Regions from separate parts of the Mus musculus genome. Here region 1 is linked to region 2. The links are chromatin contacts, called in public HiChIP or PLAC-seq maps. All regions are on one chromosome and are shown on one strand. The core of a region is the stretch at or near the end of the contact, and the rest is flanking DNA. Distances in the headings are between cores, read along the strand shown.

Region 1 (4,606 bases), core at 1,148-3,647, 91 kb after region 2:
CCAGCCAAACATCTAGTATAAAACCTGAAGGACCAAGCCAGACCAGGAGTAAAACTGAGTCTAAATATTCACACAGATTGGAGAAGACATCAGCTTCCTGACAAAGAGCTTCTTCCAAAAGGAAACACAGGCTAATGCGCCAGAAAGAAAAGAACAAAAAAATGCCAAAAAGATTTCATCTCATATATGTGGGACCCATTTTTGTTTTGTGTTTATATACAAAATTAAGACTCTCCCTCCCTCTAGGAATCAAAATGACTTTCAAAACTTAACATAAAAAAGCAGATAACTGCTCTGAGCTGTGTTTACCAATAGACATGTCTGGGTCCTCGCATTGGTGGCCAGGCACAGGCAGCTGTCCCTGACCAGATGTACCATGTACAAAAAGAACCAGCTTTCAGCTGAAAAAACTTGGATGAATTATTCATGTGCTGAGCAATCAGCCAGTGTTAGGAAAGCTCTCACCCTTTGAATTCTGAAATCTGAGGTCTGCTTTGCTTTTTTTTTTTCTTTTTCTTTTTTTTTCCAAATTTTTATTAGGTATTTACTTCATTTACATCTCAAATGCTATCCCAAAAGTCCCCTATACCCTCCTTCCCCACCCCTGCTCCCCTACCCACCCACTCCCACTTCTTGGCCCTGGTGTTTCCCCTGTACTGGGGCATATAAAGTTTGCAAGACTGATGGGCCTCTCTTCCCAATGATGGCCGACTAGGCCATCTTCTGCTACATATGCAGCTAGAGACACGAGCTCTGGGGGTACTGGTTAGTTCTTATTGTTGTTCTTCCTATAGGGTTGCAGACCCCTTCAGCTCCTTGGGTACTTTCTCTAGCTCCTCCATTGGGGGTCCTGTGTTCTATCCAATAGCTGACTGTGAGCATCCACTTCTGTGTTTGTCAGGCACTGGCATAGCCTCCTCCCCCCTTCACTTTTCAGTTGCTGCACAGGACCCACAGAGCCACTATGGAATCTGGCAGGTCATCTGTGCTGAAACCCAGGGTTTCTGCTTATTTGCAGTTTGACACCAAATAAGTAACTTTTTACCTCTTATGGTTTTATCATCTGGAAAATGGAAATGATTCATCATGGGGTTGTTGGAGAGGTTATACCAGATCACACAGGAAACATCAGGAAAATGTGTAGGAACAGTGGCTGCCAAGTGCTTCTTTCCATATAGTGAGGACGGTGGTGTAAAAGTAAAGATGTTCTTTGTATCTATAAAACAAGATAAACAGGATGTGATTTAAATATCTACCATTTTTAGAAAGCTTTCCTGTCAGCAAACCCTTCTGTAGTCTCATTTGAAACAAAAATGAAGTGACAAGGGGCAACTGACGTTATTTCTGTTGCACAAGGAGGAACAGGGAGATTTTGGAACAGAGACCTAAAAGCAGAGGTGCTGGGGCTAAGTCCCAAGGCTTTTACGCATCCTCAGACTATGTTTGCTAACTCCTCATTTGTTCTAACTCTTCACAGGCAAGTCTGGCATAGCTGCTTCTAAGTCACAAAATAGCCAGCCAGAAGGAAGAGCAGCAGGACGTTTATAAATCACTGACAACTGATTATTTTATAAGTGTAGTGATATTATAAAAGTGGCCTCTGACAGCTAAATTAGCAAACTAACATGGTCTGTCTCCAACTAGCCAGCAAGCCACTATGAATGAATTGGAGCTCAGGGAGTTTAGCTCACCAAAGTCCTATTTTGTAACTGGTAAAGATTTAGAAATAGGGCCAAAGCCTCTTCTATATTCTCTCCATGGAATTAGCTTTTCCTTTATCCTTTACCCCTTGGCAAGAGTTTTGTGACAATAGTTAGCCTAATTCTGTGGAATGAAATCCCAGAGTTCTAGATGTTTTCTTCTTCCACCTTTTCTCTACTAAAAAATATTTGATGAGGCTGCTCCCCAAAATCTGTTTTATAAATATTTAAGCTTCCAGTAATCCTTGAGTTTCCTATCTCTCTAGCAGACTATTTCAAGCCTTGGTTTTCATCTGGGGTCAGACAACACTCATAGGAATGCTTTGAGGAAATATGCAGCATCCTATGGAAGAATGTCAGTGGGGGGTCTTCAAACAGCTCATCCGTCTCTAGACCACCTATTCCTGCTAGACAGCAGAAAGAGCTGTGGGAGAGCTGCTGTCCACACAGATGCCTTCTGACAACCTTGTCCTCCCCTGCCACCCCATGATGAAAGTGGGTAGGAGAGTGAAAAATTAGGATAGAATAAGGCAGGGGAGAAATATTTCCCTTCTCATATGCCTGAGAGGCCTTTTCTTCCCTGTTCCCTCTCCCACCTTTTGGTGTTGTTTCTCTGAACTTAGATTCACAGCTTCTCTTGGGACCCTTCTTGGAAGCTGAGAGCCAGTGTGGGAGGCAAGAAGCAGAATCTCCCCAGACTACAACCCAGCTGTTGAGGAGCAAAGCAAAGAACAGGGTGGAGACTGACTCAAGCCCCAGGCCAGAGGTGGAGGCTGCTTTCTGAATCACCCACCCTTTTTTTTTTCCACTGAGACAATGAGGAAAATAAACATCCAGACCAGTTTCCAGCCAGCTCTGAAATTCCTGTTCCCTTTAAAAAAAAAAAAAAGTGTTATTACGAGCAGTTCTGAAGAATTAGATCTCCTTCATTATTATTATTTGTTTTTGTTGTTTGCAACTTGGTCTAGTCACCCAAAAAAAAAACAGGTCTTGAATTGAATATGAGCTACATAAATCTTCATAGAACTCTCTGTAGCCCTGACCTTCAGGAAAGTCCAGACTCTGGAGGAGGAAAAGGTGACTGGGAAAAACATGACCCCTTTCTCCATTCTAAGACTTGATCCGTCTTCCTGTTCTGTCTATTTATACGAGACACTCCCCCTCACCTCCCTAGCCAACCAGCATAGATTAAGTCTAGTGTTACCTGCCAAAACCCACAGACTGGGGAGTAGGAGCAGTCTGGTCCTGAGTTCTCAACTTTGGAAAGCTCGCAGATGTGTCTTGAGACTCCCGGCACCCACCCCTCCTGTTTTGTTGCTGTTCATGGATGACTTCCGATTACCCATTGTGAAGAAAGGTAGTAGTGATTTGTTGAAATTACCAGAGTACATTCCAAAATTCTGTATAACTTCAATTTTGGACTTATAATAATGGTAGAACTAGAATTTTGTGTTTAGTGGAAGAGGCGTTTGTATTAAAAGGTTGTCTTAGATCCCTGAAAATCTTAAGTCTGATTAAATATCCAGTCATAGTTATTCTTTTTTAATTAGATATTTTTTATTTACATTTCAAATGTCCCCTTTCCTAGTTTCCCCTCTGAGAATCCCCTATCCTCTCCCCCCACCCAATCCCCTGCTCCCCAACCTACCCACTCCTGCTTCCTGGCCCAGGTATGCCCCTATACTGGGACAAAGAACCTTTACAGGACCAAGGGCCTCTCTTCCCATTGATGACCGACTAGGCCATCCTCTGCTACATATGCAGTTAGAGCCACGAGTCCCTCCGTCTGTTTTATTTGATTAGTGGTTTAGTCCCAGGGAGCTCTGAGGTTACTGATTAGTTCATATTGTTGTTCCTCCTAGGGGGCTGCAAACACCTTCAGCTCCTTGGGTACTTTTCTTTAGCTCCTTCATTGGGGACCTTGTGCTCCATCTAATGGATGGCTGTGAGCATCCACTTCTGTATTTGTCAGGCACTGGCAGAGCCCCTCAGGAGACAGCTATATCAGGTTCCTGTCAGCAAGCTCTTGTTGGCATCTGCAATAGTGTCTGGGTTTAGTGGTTGTTTATGGGATGGATCCCCAGGTGGGGCAGTCCCTGGATGGTCATTCCTTCAGTCTCTGCTCCAAACTTTATCTCTGTTATTCTTAAGATGCTGAATGCTACAAAGCCTATAGATATAGTCATTTCTCCAAGATCTAAATTGAGAGACAAAGTCTCAATTTTAGATTTCAACTTTGTTACTTATTCAATGTGTAGATCTTATGAGATCTTCAACATTAAACTTGAAGTAATTTTAAACATTGGGTTTTTTTAATTACTTTTTTTACACTCCATATTTTATTCCCTCCCCCAGTCTACCCTCTGACTGTTCCACATCCCCTACCTCCTCCCTACCCCCTGTCTCCACGTGGATGTCCCCACCCCCCACCCTGCCTGACCTCTAAACTCCCTGGAACCTCCAGTCTCTTGGGGTTAGGTGCATCATCTCTGAATGAACACAGACCCGGAAGTCCTCTGCTTTATGTGTTGGGGGGACTCATATCATGTGGTGTATGTTGTGTGTTTGGTAGTCCAGTGTTTGAGAGTTCTCAGGGGTCCAGATTAACTGAGACTGCTAGTCCTCCTATGGGGTCACCCTCCTACTCAGCTTCTTTCAGCCTTCCCTAATTCAACAACAGGGGTCAGCAGCTTCTGTTCATTGGTTAGGTGCAAATATCTGCATCTGACTCTTTCAGCTGCTTGTTGGGTCTTTCAGAGAGCAATCATGATAGATCCCTTTTTGTGAGCACTGCATAGCATCAGGAATAGTGTCAGGCCTTGGAACCTCCCCTTGAGCTGGATTCCACTTTGGGCCTTCTTTTCCTCAGGCTCCTCTCCATTTCCATCCCTGTAATTCTTCCAGAC
Region 2 (4,427 bases), core at 1,090-3,589:
CCTTCCAAATGGTAGGACTAAAGGGGTGAGGCAGCTTAGCAGGCAAGCCTTTTTGTCTGTCCCCTTCTGGCCAGAGCATGTCAGCTTTAACTTACAGTTTGTGGGTCTATGCCAAATTTAGTATACAGAAAGGGGGAGTGTGAGGCAGAGAAGAGGGAAGCAGGGAGAAATAGAAAGACCTAAACTGGCAAAATGATCTCTATGAATCTTCCAACACTGGCATTGAAGTTAAGTGTAAGAGTGCAGAAACTGTAACTAATGAAACAGAGTTTGGTACCCTCCTACTTTAGACTAAATCTTGACCCGATCTTGAGCTGACAGCTGTCCAGCCAACCACTGGATACAGTACCCAATTGTTTGCAGCCAAAATCCAGCAAGTCTGCTTCCTCTAACAACTACTCTGCAGCTCCCCTCCCCCAACTCCTCAAGGCAGAAGTGGACTTGAAGGGGTATGTTTCAGTTCCCTGGCCCCTGTGTGTCTTCCTCTCACAGTCTTGTTCAAAATGTCTAGGGAATTTTCATTTTCCAAAGTTGCTTACCAGAAACAGTTTGGCAGCGTACAGTCTGGGGAGGAAGCTTTAGTCAAATGAGCACAAAGGCATAGAACCCCATGTTGAATTCTTTGTGCATGGGAAAGGGGAGCAAAGGAGCTTTAGTAAAATTGTAGCATAGAAGCTGTCTCCTGGGAGGCTATGCCAGTACCTGGCAAATACAGAAGTGGATGCTCACAGTCATCCATTGGACAGAGCACAGGGTCCCCAATGAAGGAGCCAGAGAAATACCCAGGGAGCTGAAGGGGTCTGAAGCCCCATAGGAGGAACATCAATATGAACTAACCAGTACCCCCAGAGCTCCTTGGAACTAAACCACCAATCAAAGAAAGCACATGGTGGAACTTGTGGCTCTAGCTATATATGTGGCAGAGGATGGCCTAGGCAGTCATCAATGGGAAGAGAGGCCCTTGGTCCTGTGAAGGCTCTATGCCCCAGTATAGGGGAATGCCAGGACCAGGAATGGAGTGGGTGGGTAGGGGGATAGGGGGAGGGGGAGAGGAGGTAGGGGATTTTTGGAGGGGAAAAGAAAATATCTAAGCTGGGCGTGGTGGCGCACGCCTTTAATCCCAGCACTCGAGAGGCAGGCGGATTTCTGAGTTCGAGGCCAGCCTGGTCTACAAAGTGAGCTCCAGGACAGCCAGGGCTATACAGAGAAACCCTGTCTCGAAAAAAACAAAAAAAAGAAAAAAAGAAAAAAATAATAAAATATCTAATAATTTTTTTTTTAAATTGTGGCATAGGCTAAATAAGGAATGGAAATGGGCCCCCAATGGAGGAGCTAGAGAATGTATCCAAGGAGCTAAAGAGATCTGCAACCCTATCGGTGGAACAACATTATGAACTAACCAGTACCCCAGAGCTCTTGACTCTAGCTGCATATGTATCAAAACATGGCCTAGTCGGCCATCACTGGAAAGAGAGGCCCATTGGTCAGGCAAACTTTATATGCCCCAGTACAGGGGAATGCCAGGGCCAAAAAATGGGAAAGGGTGGGTAGGGGAGTGGGGGGGGGGAGGGTGTGGGGGACTTTTGGGATAGCATTGGAAATGTAATTGAGGAAAATACGTAATAAAAAAAAAAGAAAAAAAATTTTAAAAAACAACAAAATTTGCTTTAAAAAGCTTTACACCTGACTCTCAATAATACTCAGATTATGGCAGAATTCAGTGGATGCTTGTATATACTTTAAAATTACTTTCATTTGGTATTATAATTTATACCAAGACAATGAAAAGCTACCTCTTTTTATAATACTGATTTCAGAACGTGAAGCTTGGCTGAGGAGTAAACAGGCAGCAGAGCATCTCTCACAGGGGAGGGATATGAAATGTGAAGGCTTGGGAAAGTTATATTTGGTTTAAAATGGAGGGCCTTTCAAAAAAGTTGAAAAACATGTTTCACTAAAAGACAGTACTCGTGGATTCTAAAGTTAAAGGAGACATGGATAAGTAGAAAGGATATCCTAGAGCCCAGTCTCCTTCTGGTTTTCAATGTTGGTTCCTTAGAGCCCCCTTTCCCAGATTTCTCCTTTGAGGGCTACAGTGTCTGTAGCTCCATCCATATTCTCCTTGATTTTTGGCTCAATTTCAGGGGAGATGGACTACAGCTGGTCTGAAATCGGAAGACAGTGAATTTATTTAAGCTTTCAGGATGACCTATTTGCCTTTCTCCACTGCAATGAATGAAAATACAGACAACAGAATGTTTCACAAGACAGAACGCAAAGAGAATAAGAATGAGAAGTGTGTGATATGTTTTGGCCTTTAAAAAAGAAACATTACAGGCTTTTTTTTTTAAACCTCTGTCATCTGTGATCTATCACCCATTCAGCCAAAATATTTTGGCTTTTTGACTCTGGGAAACCAGTGGGTGGGTAATTTTGGAGAAGCTAAAAGTTAGCAAAATACCAGCAGATGCTAGAGCCAAACAAGAGAATTCTCCTTGGTCCCACAAACTGAGGTATACCCCACTTGCTGCTCTTCAAGACTCCTTTGGAAAAGACTACAAAAACCGAACATATGAGAAAATAACTTATTCCTCTCTAGAGGTGATCTTGCTCATGTCCTAGGCAGTCAGCAATGAAAGGGTCTAGGCAGTGGAGGAAATATTAGCACTATCTTTGAAGCTGTTTGATCTAACTCCAGATCCGTCACTAAATCCAAATCTGTCACTTTGCATCTGGGTAAAGTTTTATGGATCCTTAAGCCTTCTAAGCCTATTTCTCCATTTATGCTAGACATAATAGTACTACTTCATCAAAGTTGTTATACTAACGTCTAACACACTAGACACCTGATTGATAATAAACAGAAAGTGTTCCTCGGTATTGTTCATCTCCCTCAAAGCAGTTTTCCTACTATTGTTACATCTTTGGATGCAGTTTATTTCTCTTAACATTCTAAATTGAGAAGTGCTTATAAATATTGAGGATAATTTACTGGCTGCAGTGTCAGTTTTATCATGCCACCAAGACAGTGGAACTTTGGAATTCCTGAATGAGATGAGTATTGTAGAACATTAGTCAGATTTGTCTTATGCAGATTTCCATTTATTCCTAAAATTTAGTCCAACCCATAACTGTGTATAGAGAATTCTGACTCCCAACAAATAAAATGAGGAAATCAGTTCCTATCTTAAGTCATAGATCATATGGGTCAATAACATTTACATTTATAGAATAAAAAGGTCTAAAGTTTTGTATTCATATACCTTGTGCTCCATTCACTTTTTGTTTTTCTTAGAGCATCGAATTGCCTTTCCCTCCTATGATTGAAGAAAGAAATGTGTGTCTTTCTCTATGACTAAGATCACTTAGTGTCTTAAGCATACAGTTTGTATGTCAAAATGTATGTCCTCCTTTTTTAGGATTTTTTTATTGGTTATTTTATTTATTTACATTTCAAATGTTATCCCCTTTTCAGTTTCCCCTCCACAAACCACCTATCCCAGACCCCCTTACCCCCTGCTTCTATGAGGGTGCTCACCCACACTCCAGCCCACCCACTTTCCCCTCACCATCCTAGCATTTCTCTACACTGGGGCATTGAGCCTTAACAGGACCAAGGGTCTCTCCTCCCATTGATGTCATAGCAGATAAGGCCATCCTCTGCTACATATGCAGCTGGAGCTATGGGACCCTCCATGTGTATTCTTTGGTTGATGGTTTAGTCCCTAGGAGCTCGGGGGTGGGGGTGGGGTCCAGTTGGTTGATATTGTTGTTTTTCCTATGGACTTGCAAACCCCTTCAGCTCCATTCCTTCCCTTAGCTCCTCCACTGGGGACCCCATGCTCAGTCCAATGGTTGGCTGTAAGCATCCACATCTGTATTGGTCAGGCTCTAGCAGAGCCTCTCAGGAGACAGCTGTATCAGGCTCCTATCAGCAAGTACTTCTTGGCATCAGCAATAGTGTCTGGGTTTGGTATCTGCTGATGGGATGGATCCCCAGGTGGGGCAGTCTCTGGATGACCTTTCCTTCAATCTCTGTTCCACTATTTGTCCCTGTATTTCCTTTAGACAGGAGCAATTCTGGATTAAAATTTTTGAGATGAGTGGGTGGCCCCATCCCTCAACTGGAAGCCATGCCTATCCACTGGATATGATCTCTACAGGTTCTCTCTCCCCTTTGTTGGGTATTTCAGCTAATGTCATCCTCACTGGGTCCTGGGAGCCTCTTGCTTTCCTGACATCTAGGACTTTCTGGTGGCTACCCCCAATTTCTCATCTCCTACTGCTACCCTCTTGATACATTTGTTAAAACTTTATAGTTTCTCTTCAAATTTCAAGACCTACAACCATTTATTTAGGTTTTAAGTTAGATCACATTAGTTACAACCCATGACATATTCATTCATTCATTCATTCATTCATTCATT

What was found. HiChIP or PLAC-seq counts read pairs in DNA pulled down with a chosen protein or histone mark.
Region 1: an H3K27ac HiChIP or PLAC-seq map of heart atrium shows a contact between it and region 2, with 13 read pairs. The contact joins two enhancer-like sites. A contact is called at or near these places in 1 of 484 Hi-C or Micro-C datasets (cochlea) and 4 of 115 datasets of contacts at active chromatin or transcription factors (bone marrow-derived macrophages, heart atrium, microglia and 1 more).

The regions. Positions count from the first base shown.
Region 1 is chr7:97,245,449-97,250,054 of GRCm38.p6, forward strand. The region is part of intron 2 of Gab2 (growth factor receptor bound protein 2-associated protein 2); the gene reads left to right. Among named protein-coding and RNA genes, the nearest start is that of Usp35, 84 kb to the right of the region's middle. Within about 2 kb of position 2,398, at least 52 of the 459 cell types and tissues checked have an H3K27ac peak or open chromatin away from gene starts, as enhancers often do. A contact at or near this core is called in heart atrium, where this site is marked.
Region 2 is chr7:97,154,877-97,159,303 of GRCm38.p6, forward strand. The region is part of intron 1 of Gab2 (growth factor receptor bound protein 2-associated protein 2); the gene reads left to right. Among named protein-coding and RNA genes, the nearest start is that of Gab2, 75 kb to the left of the region's middle. Within about 2 kb of position 2,340, at least 5 of the 459 cell types and tissues checked have an H3K27ac peak or open chromatin away from gene starts, as enhancers often do. A contact at or near this core is called in heart atrium, where this site is marked.